Linked DNA regions of Danio rerio: region 2 is linked to region 1. Evidence: chromatin contacts called from public HiCAR-type data. All regions are on one chromosome and are shown on one strand. Each heading gives the region's core, a stretch centred on a gene start, on an enhancer-like site or on the middle of the called end of the contact. The rest is flanking DNA. Distances are from core to core; before and after follow the strand shown.

Region 1 (2,700 bases), core at 47-2,546:
GTTGCCTTTCTATCAACTAGAACCAGTCTGGCCATTCTCCTCTGACCTCTGGCATCAACAAGGCATTAGCGCCACAGAACTGCCGCTCACTGGATATTTTCTCTTTTTTGAACCGTTCTTTGGTAACCCTAGACATGATTGTGTGTGAAAATTACAGTAGATAAGCAGTTTCTGAATTACTCAGACCAGCCCGTCTGGCACTAACAACCAAGCTTTCTTCCCCATTCTGATGCTCGGTTTGAACTGCAGCAGATTGTCTTGACCATGTCTACATGCCTAAATGCATTGAGTTGCTGCCATGTGATTGTCTGATTAGAAATATCGTTAACAAGCGGTTTAGTTTAGTTTAGTTTAAACTTTATTGTCCGTTCTGCTTGACACAGAAAGGAAATTTTTCTTCAACACTGGATTTAGGACAACAATTACAAACATACAACAACGACACAATAACACTTATCAAGACAACAACATAAGTTAAAAGTCTAAAAACCAAATTAGCCCCATGCACAATACTGCAAATCATTCTTTGTAACCACCTCATTCACTACAAACATTAATCCGGTTTAGAACAACAACTGCCATTGGGATAAATGACTTTTTATAGGCATTTCTTCGTGCTTTAGGAATTCTAAACCTGCGTCCTGATGGTAGCAATTCAAATGCTGAGTGAAGGGGATGTGTATTATCTTTAAAAATCACAACTGCTCTTTTTTCCATAAAAGAGTCAAATAAAATCTGGTTGGACAGGTGTACCTAATAAAGTGGCCGGTGTAGTTATGTCATTCACAAAGCTTGATGGGACTGTAGTTCCTTCTGCCATTAAGTACTTATTTTAAACAGTTTTATATACTTTGACTCAAATCATAGTTTGTAATGGTGCAATTCATCTCATAGCTTGTCGGTTGTGTTCATGGCTAAAAAACTCCTATGAGAAAATAAAAGAGAAAATTTCTTCCAGAAGAAACTTTCTTTAAAAAAAAGCAACCACTAACGCGCTCTATATGAAGCAAACACCAGTAAAGTAGAGCCTCAAGACCACTAACACCACTTCTAAATTGCAGGTCAAATGCAGGATTTAGTTTGACAATAACCTGGCAATAATCTGTGTAAAAAACCCTAAACCTGAGCATTTCGAGCCAAATGAAAGTTCTCAAAACCCTTCAGATGTCCTAATGTGACCAAAAGTTTGAGCAAATCCATAAAAAGGGCCTCCGAGAAAATTCACATGGCTCCCACATGAGCGGCGTACAGGGGATGATCTGTTTTTCAGCCTCTTCCTCGAACTTTACGTCGGAATGTTTTCTAGGAACTGCAGGATATAAAACAGAACTGTGTGCAGGAAAAGCGCTGCGGCAGGAGGACCTGAATGGAAACATGCGGCAGGGGGGAAACTTGATTTAAAGGGGCGTGAAATAAGAGAGAGGGCATCATCGTAGTACGTCCAAATTTAGAGCATACCCAGAAAGAGAGAGTAGCAGCGGGTACAGACGATCAGGCCCTGGATCAGCAGATCACTGTAGAGCACATCTTTTCCTGCTGGCCATTTAGGGTAGAAGCTGGCACAGATGCCGCCCTTAGCATGCAGTTGGTGACCACAACTGACCCGCAATCTGACGCCACGCGTGCCCTCACTGAAGCCTCCATTCATCACACTTCTCAGAAACAATGTCTCACTGTCCGCCGTCTTACATGACAAACTTGGTGGCGCTCCAAATTTTTGATCCTTGAAATCACAAGACGGCTCACACTGCTGTCAACTTGTCAAAGTAAAAGTTCAGCGCCAAATTTACATTCAGTGGAACTTAAGAAAGGAGAAGTTTGTGTAGCTGCTGTTTTCCATGTAATGCTGATCACACTTCACATGTGAAGGTCTTGCAGGACTTGACCTCTATTGTAGTGCTTTTATAGTAATTTTTTGAAGCTTTACTTCTCCTAAGCATCTCATTTTGCATTATTTGGCTGAAGCAAACCAAATGCATTATACACTACCTGACAAAGTCTTGGTGCCTATCTAAGTTTTAGGAACATCAAATGAATAACTTGATCTCTAGTTGAACATTTGGTATCAGAAGTGGCTTTTATGCAATGCAAAGGCCTCTAGATTACGTCTATTTAACTAAAATAAAATATGATCATGCCTTGATTTTTATTCATTTTATTAGGACAGTAAGGTCTGACTTTGTTTAGACAAAGTCTTGTCACTTAACAGAACTAATGTACAGTATTAGAATATAAACAGAACAGTCTAATGCACAGTATAGAATATAAAGTCATGGTGCAGCGGAAACAGAATTAATGTTCTGTTTTTCCTGAGGAAACTTAGATCGTTTAAGGTTTGTAACTTCTGTTGTATTACCTATTTATTGAATCTGTTTTATCTTTTTGCATTGTAGCTTGGTACGGTAATCTGAGTCTGTCAGGTAAGAACAGGCTAAGCAGCCTGGTTAAGGTGGCAGGCAAGACTGTCGGTTTTAACCAAGCTGGTCTAATGGTATCTTACCATAATTGTGTTTTAAAGAGAGCTCAGAGTATCCTATGCACCCATTGTACTCTGTGTTTCAGCTGTTGCCATCAGGATGTCGTTTTAGAGTTCCTATTTGCAGGACAAATAGAACCAGAAATGATGTTATAATGGTGACCATTAAGTCATTAAATGAAACCAGGGGGGAGGGAGATGCACCAACATAATGAAGTATGGTA
Region 2 (2,700 bases), core at 158-2,657, 120 kb before region 1:
TCATTCCCGCTATTGTTTTATTCATGTGGTATGTCTGCATTTTATGTGTCATTCTGTATTTTTTCGATCTGTCTATCTATTGTCCTCTGTTCTGCATATTGTTCAATCTGTCATTATTTTGTTTTATCGGTCTGTCCATATGTTTTAGCTCTCCGCTTTTATCACCATACTGTCTATTGTTCATCCAGCATCATTCTTTGTTATGGAATTCTTTCAGTCTTTCATTTTATATAGGAAATTATTGCTCTGTCTGTCCATCCAGTTTGCATATTGCTTTGGCTATACATATGTTCTTTCTTTCTTTCTTTCTTTCTTTCATCATTTTTTGTTCGTTTACTTTTTCTTTCCTTCATTTGTTCCAGTAAATCCCTTCATTCATTCATCCATCCATCCATCCATCCGCTAAATCATTCTATTGTTTTTCTATTCATCCATCCATCCATTCATCCAACTATTCATCCATCCATGATTAGATAATTTTTAGTTTTTCAATCCATCATTTTTTGTTCATTTACCCTTTCTTCCCTTTATTTGTTCCAGTAATTCCATCCATCAATTCATCCATCCATCAATCCATCCATCCATCCATCCATCCATCCATCCATCCATTCATTCATTCATCCATCCATCCATCCATCCATCCATCCATCCATCCATCCATCTATTCATTCATTCATTCATTCATTCATTTATCCATCCATCCATCCATTGATCCATCCATCATCCATTCATCCATTCATCCATCCATCCATCGATCCATCCTTCGATCCATCCATCCATCCATCCATTCATTCATTCATTCATTCATTCATTCATTTATCCAACCATCCATCCATTGATCCATCCATCCATTCCTTCAACCATCCATCCATCCATCTATCCAGTCATCCATCCATCCATCTTCCCATCATTGTTGCAGTTGTTTCTGCTGTTTATTCTTTTATCAGTCCATTCTTTTGCCCATTCATTCATAGGTTTATCATCATATTATCAGTTATTATGCCATTATTTCAATCTTTTATGTAATCTCTGTTCAATGAATGAATCCATTCTTTCTTTGTACTATTCTATCCACCAATGTATTGTTCTGAGTTTTTATTATTTGTTAGTTCTACCTGTCATTATTTCAATACTTTCTGATGTCTTAGTTTTTTATGTTTCTTTCCTATAAAAAGTAAAAAATCTGACCTGTATGTTTTTGTACGGCCGAGACTAAAAAACTTTTTCATAGTTGGCTCATTTGTAGATGCTTCTGGAACAAGTGTTACAGAGAGAGTGTATGTGTGAGAGAGAGAGCGATGGCGTATCACATGAGGTTCCTTCCCTCAGAAAGCACTCATTGACCTTTTGTTCTGTGCTACTCTGCTGTGAGAGAAGGGGAAGCGCGCGAAACGGCAGCCAATCGTGTGGCGGCGCGGCAGCTGGCAGTGAATACTACAATGGCGTACAGTTCTGACAAAGGGAGGGCCTGTTCCCGCACTATGCAAAAACACTGGCAGACTTCCAAGCACATTCCTCAGAGAAAGACTCCTTCAGAGAAAGCGAAGCGCGGGGTTAGAATGAGAAAGTGTGCCGGCTGCATTGTCCTGCGTGTTCTTTATGTCCCTTTCCGTTTGAAAGCTACGTTGAGTGTTTCGTCAGAAGCAGTTTACCACACATCTTGTCTGACGATTACTTCTTGCAATGCTGTTGCATATAAAGAACCAGTCTAAAAAGCAGAACTCTGTGTGTTGCAGAATTCCAGAAAGAAGTGTTTAGACTAGGGATGAGAGTTAGAAACTCAGTCTGCCAGCATGGGCCTCTCGCTCACTGTGTAGTAAATCCAGTTGTGAGACGCTATGAATGGGGTTGCAGCTTAGGCTGTATCTCCAAAGCCAATCGGCTTTTGCAAACAGAAGCACACTGCGGTACCGTTGGCACAGTCAACAGTCAACGTGTCACATTTCCGTGGAAGAACTCGAGTAGCCCTTACGTTTACCCAGAAAAGCCCACCTCCCCCTTCTCACATTACGAATGCAAGTCGAAAGATGCCTTTACACCATCTGCACGATCCCACCCGTGTATAACTGATAGCTCCATCATTTCTCCACCACGCTCTCGCTGTGTGCTTTGCATTTGTGAACTCCCAGGTGTGTCTTTCATAGACCCTCCTCTTCCAAATAACTAACGTCACTACCCTTTAAAAAAATGACAGAACTAAAAATTGTACATCTGACATACCATTTGAATTTTTCTCTTCTTTGTTTTTTACAAAGTACTGCTACGTGGCTGAGACATTTGATCTGTCTAACAGTTGTCATTACTGTGGCCCACAGAGACACCCGTATAAGGGCTTTGTGGTTCGAATGGCGGTGCTGTGATGAAAAGTAAAGAGAACATCTGGATGGAGATGGAGATTTAGAGAGAATATGTATGTGCATACAAAAAATTAGAGACCACTTAAAAAAACTATGTATGTTTACAATATACTGTATTAATTGAAACACATATTTTGATTTATTTAGATTTGTACATTTATTACGTTTATTTAGATTTATTCTGTGCATTTTAATATTTCTCACTTTAAGCTAGAATTGTAGTAATTAAGAGCAGTACAATTAGAGAAATGCAATTAGTTAAATAACAAAAACAATTGGATATTTTCAAACTTGTATATATTTTTTCATTGATGTGTTTCATTGGATTAGTTAATAAATCTCT

The links. HiCAR-type assays count read pairs that join an accessible place to other places.
Region 2: a contact with region 1 is called in a HiCAR-type map of caudal fin, with 5 times the contacts expected there. The contact joins two enhancer-like sites.

The regions. Positions count from the first base shown.
Region 1 is chr6:53,076,382-53,079,081 of GRCz12tu, reverse strand. No RefSeq gene overlaps it. Among named protein-coding and RNA genes, the nearest start is that of mych, 19 kb to the left of the region's middle. Within about 2 kb of position 1,296, at least 11 of the 62 cell types and tissues checked have an H3K27ac peak or open chromatin away from gene starts, as enhancers often do. A contact at or near this core is called in caudal fin, where this site is marked.
Region 2 is chr6:53,193,223-53,195,922 of GRCz12tu, reverse strand. No RefSeq gene overlaps it. Among named protein-coding and RNA genes, the nearest start is that of mych, 98 kb to the right of the region's middle. Within about 2 kb of position 1,407, at least 52 of the 62 cell types and tissues checked have an H3K27ac peak or open chromatin away from gene starts, as enhancers often do. A contact at or near this core is called in caudal fin, where this site is marked.